5 separate regions of the Mus musculus genome follow, and regions 1, 2, 3 and 4 are each linked to region 5. A link is a contact called in public promoter capture Hi-C data. All regions are on one chromosome and are shown on one strand. Each heading gives the region's core, a stretch centred on a gene start, on an enhancer-like site or on the middle of the called end of the contact. The rest is flanking DNA. Distances are from core to core; before and after follow the strand shown. Region 1 holds the start of Frs2 (fibroblast growth factor receptor substrate 2). Region 2 holds the start of Yeats4 (YEATS domain containing 4). Region 3 holds the start of Cct2 (chaperonin containing Tcp1, subunit 2 (beta)). Region 4 holds the start of Gns (glucosamine (N-acetyl)-6-sulfatase). Region 5 holds the start of Cand1 (cullin associated and neddylation disassociated 1).

Evidence for each region. Promoter capture Hi-C pulls out the DNA fragments that hold promoters and counts their contacts. Capture Hi-C pulls out chosen DNA fragments and counts their contacts.
Region 1: a contact with region 5 is called in a promoter capture Hi-C map of pre-B cells, with 8 times the contacts expected there. The contact joins the promoter of Frs2 here to the promoter of Cand1 in region 5. A contact is called at or near these places in 3 of 39 promoter capture datasets (liver and pre-B cells), 1 of 115 datasets of contacts at active chromatin or transcription factors (thymic regulatory T cells) and 1 of 9 other capture datasets (adipose tissue).
Region 2: a contact with region 5 is called in a promoter capture Hi-C map of pre-B cells, with 5 times the contacts expected there. The contact joins the promoter of Yeats4 here to the promoter of Cand1 in region 5. A contact is called at or near these places in 4 of 39 promoter capture datasets (liver, neutrophils and pre-B cells), 3 of 484 Hi-C or Micro-C datasets (CD4 T cells, muscle stem cells and uterus) and 2 of 9 other capture datasets (adipose tissue and liver).
Region 3: a promoter capture Hi-C map of adipose tissue shows a contact between it and region 5, with 5 times the contacts expected there. The contact joins the promoter of Cct2 here to the promoter of Cand1 in region 5. A contact is called at or near these places in 3 of 39 promoter capture datasets (cranial neural crest, neutrophils and pre-B cells), 3 of 484 Hi-C or Micro-C datasets (CD4 T cells, CD8 T cells and neutrophils), 2 of 115 datasets of contacts at active chromatin or transcription factors (astrocytes and thymic regulatory T cells) and 2 of 9 other capture datasets (adipose tissue and liver).
Region 4: a contact with region 5 is called in a promoter capture Hi-C map of pre-B cells, with 4 times the contacts expected there. The contact joins the promoter of Gns here to the promoter of Cand1 in region 5. A contact is called at or near these places in 3 of 39 promoter capture datasets (the 3T3-L1 cell line, hippocampal neurons and pre-B cells) and 1 of 115 datasets of contacts at active chromatin or transcription factors (astrocytes).

What each region holds. Positions count from the first base shown.
Region 1 is chr10:117,147,171-117,149,870 of GRCm38.p6, reverse strand. It overlaps Frs2 (fibroblast growth factor receptor substrate 2), which reads left to right and starts at 1,397. Exons shown (of 10, transcript NM_177798.3): 1 at 1,397-1,479.
Region 2 is chr10:117,223,072-117,225,771 of GRCm38.p6, reverse strand. It overlaps Yeats4 (YEATS domain containing 4), which reads left to right and starts at 1,265. Exons shown (of 7, transcript NM_026570.4): 1 at 1,265-1,513. The coding sequence starts at 1,463. It overlaps Gm31963 (a long non-coding RNA gene), which reads right to left and starts at 1,286. Exons shown (of 4, transcript XR_872061.2): 1 at 1,205-1,286.
Region 3 is chr10:117,062,582-117,065,281 of GRCm38.p6, reverse strand. Cct2 (chaperonin containing Tcp1, subunit 2 (beta)) reads left to right here and starts at 1,430. Exons shown (of 16, transcript NM_007636.3): 1 at 1,430-1,576; 2 at 2,232-2,306; 3 at 2,400-2,465. The coding sequence starts at 1,574.
Region 4 is chr10:121,363,765-121,366,464 of GRCm38.p6, reverse strand. It overlaps Gns (glucosamine (N-acetyl)-6-sulfatase), which reads right to left and starts at 1,375. Exons shown (of 14, transcript NM_029364.4): 1 at 1,107-1,375. The coding sequence starts at 1,274.
Region 5 is chr10:119,238,756-119,241,455 of GRCm38.p6, reverse strand. It overlaps Cand1 (cullin associated and neddylation disassociated 1), which reads left to right and starts at 1,401. Exons shown (of 15, transcript NM_027994.1): 1 at 1,401-1,815. The coding sequence starts at 1,748.

The DNA.
Region 1 (2,700 bases), core at 148-2,647, 2.1 Mb after region 5:
TACAGCAATAGTGATGGCATTGTTTGCATCTTAAATTTGTAATAAGGGGTTTTCTTTTACTCTGCCTTTCTCAAAGCAGATTGTCTTAACACTTGTCCCTGCAGTATTTAACAGACACTATGCATGCTAAGAAACTCTTTTCTTTTTTGCTCTTCCTTTTTTCCTCCTCCTCTCCTTCTTTTTGGACAAGAGTCTTGCTTCATAGTCCTGGCCACCTTTGTCTGGAAACTCACTGTAAAGCTTAGGCTGGCTAGAAACTCTCCGGACTCTCCCTGCCTCAGCCTTTTTAGACTGCTGGAAACAAAATAGCTTGTCAGGTTTGAGCCCTTTTCTTCCATGTGGGGCTTTGCTTCATACTGAAAACCTGCCTTTAATATTTGATGTTTCTTGATTTTGTGACAGAGCAAATCTTTTAAGATCGTCTCACTTCTTTGCCTGACACTGACTCTGTAGGCTCTCATACTGTCTGTCTTTGGTAAGTTTCAAAAGTGCCCAGGTCTTCTCTATTGCTAGTTACTGGTTAGGTATAAGAATTGTGCGGACGTACTCAGTCCTGGGTACTTTGAAATGCTTACTATTGCGTTATGCATTATATTATTTTTAACGTCTACAATCCAGAGATGAACACGACACACACACACACCAGGGTGAAATGTAAAGAAACAGGATCCTGGCACTAAGATTGCATAGCCCATCATCTCAGCCTTTGTTTAAAGTGCAAAGGATGACCCATATAGGGAAATAATTTGGCTCCCGTCTTTGAATAATTTGAAAAGTCTTGTTTGGGGCAAATGAGAGTTCTACGCATACCACAAATTAAAGTAAAACCAAGAGCCAGCATATGTGGTAAAGTCCGATACTTTGGCCGATTTCCTTCTCTGTAAGACACAGAGAATAAAAGCACCAATTTCCAGGAGTTTGAAGGTTATTAAATGAGTTAACGCCACCGAATCGCGTAATAAATGCCCTGTCTACCACGCCGTAAGCCTTCCTTCGATAAATGTCAACTGCATTTTCACGCGGGACAGAAGCGAGAAAGGATAACACCGCCGGCCGGTCGGCAAGCCGGTGAATGCTCCGGGCTCGGCGAAATTAGATTCTCCGGGCCCCTGTAGAATTAAGTAGAAGGGAGCGATCCTAACAGGCGTTAAAATAAGGGGTGCCAGCGGTAGCTCGGGGCCCGCGGGACCACAGGGGTTAGCAAGGAGCCCGGGGGCGGGGCTCGGGGGCGGGTCCGCTGGCGCCCGGAGCAGAGGCCACGCCCCTCCCGGGAGGGCTGGCAGCTCCAGCCTGGGAGCAGTTCCGGTGCCAAACCCCTGCCCTCCCCCGCTCCCCCGGAAGTGCTTGTCTAGGGTTCGGGCTGGAGAGAGGCCTTGTAGACACAGGCGCCGAGGCTCCGAGCAGGGGGTCAGGTCGCGGGGAGAGTGAGGAGCTCCGCGGCTGCCACCCCGCGCCCCTCGCAGCGCCTTCGCGCCGACGGTGAGTAGCCGGGGACGCCGAGCGGGGCCTGCGCTGGGCGAGCGAGCCTCGGACCCGGCTGTCCGCTGCAGGTTCAGCCGTCGGGGATCCGGGGAAGGGGTTCGTCGGCCGCCGCGGAGCGCGCGCGGCCCGCGGGCCGGGAAGGGGCGCGATGCGGGGCCGCGGAGTGGGCGGGGCGCAGCCGGAGCGGGGTTCCCGGAGCCGCGGCCGCCCGCAGAGGGGGGACTCCGTAGCGGGGCCCGGCCGTCGGCGCTGCGACCCCCTCTCTGCATCGGGCAAGTGGGCTCGGTGCCTCCGCTGTGGGGTCTGTGCACTCGGACGCTGGGGACCGGGACAGCCAGACTGCACTGGACATCAGTGTCCAACTTTCGTCGCCTCTTGGATCTGTCCCCTCTTCCCGTCTCAGTAATTATCCTGTGTCCCAGGGGTGTAGTCAGTCCGAGGGTGGGGCGCTCCCTGTGTGGATGCTGGCGATCTCTTGCGGGGCTTGCGTCGGGGTCGCCGGAGGTTCGATTTGGACTCGGCTCGAAACTTAACTGGGTCTGGATGCCTGCGTAGGGTCGGTCAGTGAGGCAGTACCATTCCTCGAAGGGTCTTTGCTCCCTTGCAAACTGAAACTGTTGGGAGTTACTTCTTAAAAACAAAGATTTGAGGAGATTCGTAGATTCAGAGGAGTTTCCCCGTGTTCTTGCTGACGTTAAAAAAAAAAAAAAAACCATGCTATTCTGTAATCAGCCTTCCGAATTCCTGCGCTCATCCGAAGTCACAGTTGTTAAGACTTCAGTCGGGACCTTGCACAAGTTGACTGCAAAAGGCTGGAGAATTGTATCCTTTTTTTTCACCCCAGTTTGTTTACTTTCATACTTGGAACTGTCATTTCTTGAGCTAATTATATATATGTGTATATATGTGTGTATATACACACACACACACACATATACACACACACATATATATACACACACATATGTATGTATATTATATGTATATATATATATATATATATATATATATATATATATATAATTTCCCTCAGTTTCTCCTCGGAGGTTCTTCGTGTAGTCCAGTTGTGGGAACGCGGGGTGGGGGTGTTCCCACAGCGGGACAGAGGTGTTTGTTGATTTAAGCATATGAAGTGTTTAACTCCAATAAACTGAGACTTTCCTAGAGAAGAAAATCTTGTAGGCACTGTTAGTAAACTGAGTTTAGGTGATAAACTAC
Region 2 (2,700 bases), core at 16-2,515, 2.0 Mb after region 5:
AGCACTAGCTGCTTTTCCAGAGGACCTGAGTTCAATTCCCAGCAACCACATGGTGGTTCATAACCAATCTGTAGTGGGATCCGCTGACCTCTTCTGGTGTGTCTGAAGACAGCTACAGTGTACTCCCATACATAAAATAAATCTTTTCTTTAAAAATTAGCAAAAATTGATTGACCATGCTGTTAAATTCGCTTCTCGGTCTCCTGATTATTCTCATTGATTAGTGCTGTGCCCAGCCTTCATCAGAGAAGTTTATTGCAATGAGCAGTGGTTAATGCAGAAACCCAAAACTAGCCAAAACGCCCAGGAATAAGAGATGGTGGTGTGCTTAGCACTATTCGGGACAGTTGTACCACTCCTTCCAAGATTGGGGAATATTTCAGGGTATAAAGAGCCAGAGAATGGAGAGACATGTATCAAAAACGACACCTTCTGGCCACAACGTGGCCATTGCACTCATGAACTTACTGCAGCTGCGGTTATCTGCATAGGACCTGCGATTGCATGTTAACATTTCAACATGGATGGCGGGAGGGGTCCAGGGGCCTCACCCTTCCCAGAGGGACTATTGAAAATTCATGACTGTTTGGGAAAGAGATGCCATTTTCTTTAGTAAGGTACCACTGATAAATTACTCTTGCTTCGGTAAAGAATCCCACATCCATAGTAGGACAGGAAACGCCAATTAAAGCCAATAGGTCACGAACTAAGAGGGCATGAAAGTAGGAGGGGGGCTTGTTGGAAAGAAGAGTTCCAACTGGGGAAGGGTATGAGAGAGAAGAATGGTGAGTGAAAATAAGAACATGACCCTCTTAGGCATGGTTTAGGAGGTTTTTACTGTAGATAGGGAGAAAACAGATTCCCGACGAATCTGGAAAAGTCAGACTGAACATGGCCAGCAGAACAGATTGAGCCATGAAGAGCGGGAAGTGGAGTCATTTCTGTAGTGCCATCATGTTGGCCTTGGAAATCGAACTCAGGTCACAAGGCTTGGCAGCATATTCTTTACCAAGCCCACGCCCAGTTATCTGACCTGCCCAATCAGAAGCTTTGATTCCAGAGTCTATCATCTTGAAGTGTGTGGGGTTATCTCAACCCTAAAGCTACAAACGTTCACCATTTTGGTGCTTCCCTACCCTTAACTTCTGCCTAAAATTTATCCCCATCTCTCTTTATCCGCTGCAACAGCTCATCAGGCTCTTACCGGGGAAGGCTGCAGCCTCGCGCGTGCGCACTGTCTGCCTGAGCCCGTTGCGCATGCGCCGCCGCCCTCCCCCGCCCTTCCGCTCGGCTCTCCCAGCTCGGGGCTGAATGGCCGACCCCGACGCGGCGCGTGTGGAGGAGGTGGCTGTCCGGCTCCCCGAGCCCAGGCGACCCGCCCTCCTCCGGCTCGTGAGGGGAGCGGCTACCCCGCCGGCCTGAGCTCTCTCCCTGGCCGCCGCGGCTCCTTCCCGGGGACAATATGTTCAAGAGAATGGCGGAATTTGGACCTGACTCCGGCGGGAGAGTGAAGGTCAGTGCGCAGGCGCGGCGCGCGGGGCGGAAGCTCGGCGCTCATTGGGCCCCGAGTCCTCGTCACCGCCTCCGCACCGCCAAACACAAAGGTGCCGGGGTGGCTAGGGCATCAGTCGCAGACCCTGGATAGGCTCGTCCGTCTTGTCGTTCCCGAAGCCCCGTGCTGATAAAGTCAGCAAAGAGCGCTTAGCTTCGTTCGTGTTTAGTGAAGGTTGCTTAACACTGGACGTTGTGACACTCAGTTCCCTCCCATCTATATGTGTATTATTAATAGGGGTGGAGGTAAGAGAACGACTTGCAGGAGTCGGTTGTCAGGTGTCACCATGTAGGTGTGCTGTCCAGCCTGAGCTGCAGTCGTCTCTTCCCTGTGTGCCATCCCTCCAGCTCGCCACCCCCTCCCACCTTCCTACATCTGCTGGTTACTTTTTTTTTTAATTTTAAAATTTATTTTTATGTATATGAGTACACTGTAGCTGTCTTCAGGCACACCAGAAGAGAGCATCAGATCTCATTACAGATGGTTGTGAGCCACCATGTGGCTGCTGGGAATTGAACTCAGTATCTCTGGAAGAGCAGTCAGTGCTCTTAACCTCTGAGGCAGCCCTGCTGGTTATTTTTTAAGGTACCGGTTCAGGATGCTCTCCCCGTGCCCCTAAAAGGGGCTTCTACTTACAGATCTTATCACAGAAAGGATTTTTTTTTTTCCTTAAAAGAAATCACATCAGTCTACAAAAATTTTAAAATCCTCATCGGTGTCATATTATTTTTATTACCTTAATCATAGTGTCTATATATCCATAGCTGCCTTAACAGTATATGTAAGATGAGAAATCATCGAAAATCCTAAAGCCCTGAAATGCAATAGAAAGAAATACCAGGTAAAAGTCTGTGTTAGTATAAGAGGCTTTGTAGAGCTGTGCATTTGCCCAGGGTTTTAGGTAAGGCTTGGGGATGGTAGGAAGTGATTGCAGAGCAAAAGGTTCATGGGAAAACTCTTCTCTACTTGCACAAGTTAAATCTGGAAGTTTGTAGTTCAGGATAACTTGAGAAAGTTAGGCCTGTAGTCCTCAAATTGAGTTTCCTCCTTAGTAGCTGGGGAAGGGGTGGGGGTGAGGCAGGAACAAGATAGGCCCTTGAGAGGCCCAACCCAAGTGGCCTGTGTGTTCCCACTGTCCCCATCTCCTA
Region 3 (2,700 bases), core at 181-2,680, 2.2 Mb after region 5:
TTCTCTTAACCCTCGGCCATCTCTCCAATTCCAAGAGAAATCTTTTAAAAAATGATTTATGTAATATATATATATATATATATATATATATATATATATATATATATGAATGAGTGCTCTATCTGCATGTATACCTGCATGCCAGAAGAGGGCATTAGATGGTTGTGAGTCTCCATGGAGTTTCTGGGAATTGAACTCTGCACCCCAGGAAGAGCAGCCACTGCTCTTAACCGCTGAGCCATCTCGCTAGCGCCGAGAAAACTTTTTTTTTTTTTTTGCATTAGTTTTGGGGCTTTTCCCTAGACTATGTATGTTTTAACCATTTCTCTCTTTTTTTAAAAGATTATTTATGTGAGTACACTGTAGCTGTACAGATGGTTGCGAGCCTTCTTGGGAATAGAATTTTTAGGACCTCAGCTTGCTCTGGTCAACTCCACTCAGTTCCTGCTCGCTCTGAGCCAAAGATTTATTTATTATTATACATAAGTACACTGTAGCTGACTCTTCAGACGCACCAGAGGAGGGCATCAGATCTCATTACAGGTGGTTGTGAGCCAACCTATGGTTGCTGGGATTTGAACTCAGGACCTTCGGAAGAGCCATCAGTGCTCTTAACTGCTAAGCCATCTCGCCAGCCCGAGAAAACTAATTTTTTTAAAGGTTTTATTTATTTATTATTTATATGAGTATACTGTAGCTGTCTTCAGACACACCAGAAGAGGGCATCAGATCCCATTACAGATGGCTGTGAGCCACCATGTGGTTACTGGGAATTGAACTCAGGACCTCTGGAAGAGCAGTCAGTGCTCTTAACCGCTGAGCCATAGCTCCAGCTCCCGAGAAAACTATTTTTGATAAACTGGAATATTTAGGACTTGATCTCTGCTTTGAAGTCATGTAAGTTATATTAGGGTGCCCCCCCCCCCCCCCGAGAAAACAAATGAAGCTGAGGTAGGGCAGAAGCAGCATCCCAGAATGGCCAGCCTGGGTCCACAACGTGAGTTCCGAGCTAAGCCAGAGCTACACAGTCAGATCATGTCTGAAAGATTAAATGAAGACTCCTTTATAAAAAAATCATTTAGTAATCTATTGATAAATAACTTTCCCAAAGGAAAAAATAAGCACGAAAATGGGAATGGTTGCCTCCAGGAAGGGTAAATAATAGAAATGATTAGTGTGCAACACTTGAAAATGTACGTCTGACCTTAAAACAAATTTTGAAAGATTATATTTTAAAAATATATGTCAGCAGGAACTTGGTTTCCGCGGCAACCCGCGCGGTACATTGTCTCTTTGTTCTCTAGTTCTATTCTAAAGCAGCCCGCCCCTGGCCCCGCCCCTAGCCCCGCCCACAGCTCAATGATTTCCGCCACCAACTGAGGTCCCGCCCCTTCTCCAGCGAGCCGCTACGCTTCCGGCCCAGCCCGCCACGCAGGAGGCGGAAACCCGTGCGTCCGGCTCCGCCCCCCGCGGCGGAGCGTGTCGTCACTTCCGCCTTTCTCTCTTTCCCCGGCCTGGCTTCCCGGCGCGGATTGTGAGGGGTTCTCTCCTCTACGCGGAATCCGTCGGAACCATGGTGAGCCTAGCTTTCGGCCAAGGACTTAGGCTCCCTGCTCCGCCCCGCTGTGTCCTGCCGCCCCGCTGGTCCTCTTGTCTAACCGGAGTCGCAGGCTCCGAGCGGCCGCCTCCTGGCCCCTCCGCACATGGCTCGGGCCGGGCATGAGGCCTGCGTGGGACCGGGTGACCGAGCTCTCCGCGCGGGACGGGAAGGGGGAACGCACACTAAGTCAGCATCTCTTTGTAAGATCAGGGCTGTTTCTCGGCTAGGGGACCTTGGCGACCCCCGGTCCTCACCCCAAGTGAAGAAGTTTCTAGCAGGACCTGCTGGCTCCGCCCTCTTCGGGGCGGGGCTGGAAGGGCGAGTGGCCGTGCTTGCCTGCGGAAGATGGAGGGTAGCTAGGTAGCTATGTTGGTCCGTGCTCGACCGGCCCAATGTTGCCTTTAGTTTTGCCATTCAGACCAGTGGGTCGGTGTGATGATTTATTCCTGGCGCCCATATGAGCGTCCCTCTCCCCATTTAAGTAAATACCCCACTCCCAGGACGGATTCCTGAAATTAGATGGTAAACCAATTTTCCTTTAGATAATCTACTTCCCGATCTAGTGAGAGGCCCTGGACGGGTGTTAACGAGTACTGGCATTCAAACGGCGTGTGTTGGCTTCCTCTCTTAGGCTTCCCTTTCCCTCGCACCTGTTAATATCTTCAAGGCTGGAGCTGATGAAGAGAGGGCCGAGACAGCTCGCCTGGTAAGCCCGTCTGTTGCTTTTAAATGATAAAATCCAACGCTTTGTGAGGGTAAATTCTGACCGCCTTTTCTGATTTTTCTTTTATAATTTAAGTCGTCGTTTATCGGTGCCATCGCCATTGGAGACTTGGTGAAGAGCACTTTGGGACCGAAGGGCATGGTAAGAAAGATAGGGAATTTTTAGAAGTTTCTTTTGTTTGTTTCTAATTTTGCTTTCCTGCGGTCTTGCGTAGTAGTGGCTGGCCAAAATTTTAATAATGGTTTAAAGCCTTTGGTGTAAATGTAGATAGTAACAATGTTCTTATTTATGTTTTTTAATCTAAAACTTACAAATTATAAACCGTTCTCCTGTGTTACCATCCCCAATCTCACATCCCTCTCCAGTGGCAGCAAGT
Region 4 (2,700 bases), core at 126-2,625, 2.1 Mb before region 5:
CGCTCTGAGAGAGAACTGGCTTAGCAGGCCCTCCAGCAGGGTGGGAGGGGAGAAGAGATTCAACATCCTTATGGCTCAGGGGATACCACAACAGCAACAAGGCGATGAATGGGATCTATGTAGATATAGAGAAGGGCCAAGGGGATTGGTAACAGAACACCATCTAGAAAAAGACAGTTCGCGGAAGGCAAAGTGTTACTGCCCAGCCCAGAAATACACAGGCTCTGCTAACCATTATCACATGTGACACGTGGAAAACCAAAATGTTGGCTCACTAGACTCATTTCACAACTCACTGATCAGCTGGGACCAGCAACTTGAAGGACATTGAGCCAGGGTTAATGACCACACAGGAAAAAGTAGGACCCTCCTGCTTAGAGGTTTCACAGCTACCGCAATCAGCTGAAAGCAGAAGGAGAACCGAAAGAGGGAGAGAGTCTCGACTTGTTTCTTTTTCCTTTTTAGTGAGAGCAATGCTGACCCAGGACGGAATACCATTGGAGGGTTGGTCCTAATCTGCCTCCTCCCGCTCAGTGCTTTGGGCAAATCCCTAGAGCACCAATGGATGGAGATTGGCGTTCATGTTCCCAAAGGTCAAATTCCGGAACCTCGAAAGAGCAGAAGTGACTGGGAAGGAAATGCAGTCTTCATGACTAACACCCATTAGACCTAAATTGGAGCCCTGACAGTAATGCCTCAGCCAACTGTTCGATTAGGCCAATTGATTTTGGTTTTGATGCTTCTTAAGCAAAAACACTCTCTGTCAATAACAGCTCGACAGCCTACAAACCCACTTTTATAGCCACCACAGAAGCACGGATGCCGACGTCCCAGGTCCTCCGTGAAGAGGGCTGACGTGGCCTCGGATCTCCCTAATCAATCACTGGCCTCCACAGGTTTGCCCTGAGCGGCGAGTGTCCACTGCAGCAGTAAGGTCCAGGCTGGAGGCACCGTGCGCACGGTGCGAGCCTGTGGGTGAGCTCGGGGGAGGAAGCCGGGTCCCATGACTCGTCCAAGCTCCCGGAGGGCCCGGAGTGACCGCGCACAGCCACCCACGGCCAAGCGGCCCAGCAAAGGGGCAAGGGGAGGGCGTGGACACGAGTTACCATGCCGCCGAGCTCCGCGTCCTGGTCGTCGGTGAGCAGCAGCAGCACGTTGGGCCTGCGAGCCGCCCCCACGAGCCCCAGGCAGCCTCCCAGCAGCGGCAGCAGCAGCAGCGCCGGCAGGCGGCGGGGACGGCCCGGCCGGGGCCCGGCTGCCGAAGGGAGCCGCATGGCGGCCAAGCTCCGCGGGGGAACCGAGAGCTGCGGAGAGACGCCGGTGAGCGCAGGAGACGGGGTCAGGCTTTCTCTCCCTAGGCGAGATCACGTGAGGCGGGGCAGGGGGCGGGGCGCGTCGTCACGTGACGGGCGGCCGTGGGCGGGGCCTGGGGAGCGGCGGAGAGCCCGGGCGCTGGGCAGGGCTGGACAGAGCTAGGACCGCGCGGAGCCTGGCCTCGCCACTGGTTAGGCCTGCTCCTGATGCTGCAGGAGGAAGGACAGAGCACCGGAGATGAAGACAGGAGTCAGTCCGCTCATCTTCCCTCCAGAGTGAAGCAGCGCACGTGCTGTGAACACAAGATCAGCTGCTGGTTAAAGTCCCGGCCAGTCCTGGGGTTAATGGACAGCTCTGCCTGTGTCCTTTGACTTTTCACCTGTCGAGGTGAAGTTCTCATTTGGCTCAGCTGTTGTTATTCCACTTTCCTCGGCTGGCATGTACTTTCAAACAATTTAGGAACGTCTTTACGACGCTAGGAGCTCTGGTCAACGTTTCAAGTTTTAATCACACTTTAATTTACATTTATTTTTGTGGGTTTTGCGTGCTCACGCACCTTCCGCGGCACGTGTGTGGAGGTCGGAGGGCATCTTGCGGGCGTCAGTGCTTTCTTTCTGTGGAGTGAGTGCAGGGGATCTAACTCAGGCCCTCAGGCTTGGCGGCAGGTGCCTTGGCATCTTGGCCAGTCCTACTTGGTGAGTTTTTGCAAGCCTTCTTGGAAACTTAGAAGTGCATGGCTCAGTGGTTACGAGTACTAACTGCTGCTCTTCCAGAGGTCCTGAGTTCAAATCCCAGCAACCACATGGTGGCTCACAACCATCTGTAATGACATCCGATGCCCTCTTCTGCTGTGTCTGAGGACAGCTACAGTGTACTTATAATAAATAAATAAATAAATAAATAAATAAATCTTAAAAAAGAAAAGAAGTGCACGACCAGTAGCAACACATCCTTTGTTGAATGAAACCTCAAAAAATATTTTAAGTTAGCTAAAAAGTTAAGTTGCTGTTAGGGATTCCTGCGAGGTCAATGCACGATATACCAAGTGAGCACTGTTCTATGCAGAACAAAAGAAGGTACAGCCATTTGCCAGTTGATTGTGTGTTGGACTCACACCTTTGCGATTTCTTTTTAAAAGATTTATGTGCATGAGTGTCTGTCTGCATGCATGTATGTGTACTATGCTTGCCTAGTTCCTGGGGAAGTCAACGAGAGCGTCTGACCCTTGGGACTGGAGTTACAAATGGTTGTGAGGCACCACGAGGGTTCCTGGGAGTTGACATGGGTCCTCTGCAAGAGTACCATGTGCTCTTAACCACTGAGACATCTGTCAGACAACTGGACACAGAACCTTCGAAAAGTATTTTTCTTTTTTTTATTTTACAT
Region 5 (2,700 bases), core at 152-2,651:
GGAAGGGGGGCAGGGGGTCAGAGGGGCAGGGGGGCAGAGGCAGGGGGATCTGAGTTTGAGATCAGCCTGGTCTACAGATTGAGTTCCAAAACAGCCAGGGTTACCCAGAGAAACTCTATCTCAGAAAAGCAAACCAAACCTAAATCTCTGATCCTTCCAACTCTTCTTTGGGCTATTTGTGAAATACTGAACGGTTAGGGAAACTTGGAGAGTAAACAAACAGTTGTACATGTCACCTCTGATCTCTGGTGGTTGTGTTGGTGTATCCGAGCACATAGGAAAACTTAGATTTCATAACTAAGTGCACAGAAGCCGACTATTGAAAGATGTAGGCTCAGAGCACAATCTGCAATGATACTTCCCCACCACCTCCCCTATTTGCGACAGGTTTGCACTAGATACCCCTAACTGGCCTAGGATTCGATTTAGAGACCAAGCTAGCTTTTATACTTGAGACCCACAAGGCTCTCCTACACTTGCCTCTACTGATCAGGGATTAGAGGCGTGCACCATCCATGTTTGGCATTGGGAGAGAATCCTTACTAGGACCTAAATGGAACAGAAAAAAAGTGGCTCCGGGATGAATAAAAGGATTACGTCCAAACTGTGGCCCTGAGGCCTTTTAGCGGAGCAAAGATTAGTACTAAGGTTCGACTAGGCCCCTACCAAAACACTGAATTTTGCAAGGCGCTTGCCCAAAACAACATGAGGACGGGGGTGGGGGTGGGAGTGGGCGATGTTTTCAGGGAAACAGACACTTTAGAAACAGCACACGCCGATGGAAAGATTTTATTTAGCATAACCCGCGTTGCCTGCCTGCAAATCCCAGCATTCTCTCCGACCACGGGAACCAATAAAGAAACTCCAGGTTCAAAGAGCCAATCACGTCCTTCGTGTGTCCCCAATTGAATTGTGGGAGTCGTAGTTCTCACGTGGCAACCATACAGCATGGTTGTTAGGGGACAGTTTCGGCCACGCGTACCGTTCGGAAAGAGAGCTCATTTTTCCATTGCACCCCTTGGCCTCCAGGCCAGCTCTTAGCATCATCACCCACAAGCCCCACGCGCTTTCAAACGCATAGACCTTCCTTCTTAATGTCGCAGGGAGGAGCAAGGAGCGTTTGCAGAACTCCGGCCTTGGACGCTCACTGCCCGTCCTTTAACCGTCGCTTTAAGGTCTCGCGAGAAGAGCCCCTCGAGGCGTTGCCATTCCGCCCGAAAGGCGGCCCGTGCGAAGACAGACAGCCGGCCGGGCCAACGGGAGCGTCCCTGTAAACCGCGACTGCGCAGAGTGCGCCGGGCAGCCCCGGTGACCTCCGACCCCGCCTCCCCGCAGCGCCCTGCGTCGGCCGCCCCCGCCCTCCTAGCGAAGGAGGCGGGCTTTGGCCTCTTGCCCTAGGGAGCGAGTGCGGAGGGAGTGGGAGCGAGGCGGCCCGAACGCAAGTGTCTGGCTTCCCGGCGAGGCCCAAGCCGTCCGTCCCGCCGCCCATGAGCTCGGCGCCCCGCGAGCAGCGCCGTCGTTAGGCCGTCCCCGTCACTCACTCTCGGCCTCCCCTACCTCCCCCCCGGGGCAGCCATTCCCCTCCCCATCCCCGTCTGGCCGGGGACTGGACGTCGCGTCGGAGCGCCTTCCCCAGTCCGCGTCGCGGTGCGACCCTGGAAGCGGGCGCCGCCGCCAAGGAGAGGAGGAGCCCCGGCCGCGGGGCCCAGCAGCCACTGAGCCAGCAGGCGGGATCGAGGCCGGCAACATGGCGAGCGCTTCGTACCACATCTCCAACTTGCTGGAGAAAATGACATCCAGCGACAAGGACTTCAGGTGAGGCTGAAATCCGACCCTCGCCCCACCTCGGGGTGGGGGAGAGGTGGAGGGCGGCCGCCGCCCGGGCCTCGCGACAGGCCCTGCCCCACCCCTCGGTCCGGCGGGTCTCCAGCCACCCCCTCCCCCATCTCCCCGCTAGGCCGTTGTCCGCTCTGGCCGCCCGGGGCTGGTCCGCGTCCCGGCGTCCCTGGCGCATCCTTTGTCCACCCCCAGGGACGCGTCCCAGGTAGCGCCCGGGCCCGAAGGCACGGGCTGCGCGGGAGGGAAGGAGTTTTTCCCGGGCGGGCGGGTGGCCGGGCCTAGTCCCCGGCCCTCCCGAGGCGCCAGGCCATCCCGGCGCTGGGGGACAAGCTGCCGCTCTCCAGCCACTCAGCCGCCGCCTGGCTTTTTCCCGCGGATGGGAAATGGGTGCCACGATCAACTTTCTCCGAGGCCTTCGCTGATTGGATTGTATACTTTCTCTTTGGATCCTTCTCTTTGGCGAAGGTGGCCAGAAGGGGGAGGGGAGCCCGGCTTGGTGGGGGGGAAACTTGGCCTGCAGGGTTTTCCCGCCAGCATCCCTGTCACTTTTCTCCGGCCGAGTGAAAGCCACGCAGGATCTTGGGGTTTCGGTCTCACATCCCTATACAGAGTCATGGCCAGAGGGCTGGATTGCCAAGCAAACCAATCTTGAAAAGAGAGGCTGGTGAGCCATGAAGCTTAATCATAGAGTTGTGTTCTGCAAGACCTGGACCATTGGTTCTTAGTCCCGTGCATATCGAAGGTGTTATATTTTCACACAGTCGCCTCGTCTGTTTTTTTCATGCTACACTGATTGTTAACACACACACCACGCCTAATCCTTCACAAATAAGCCCTCTGTCAAAAGAAAAAAGGCTATTT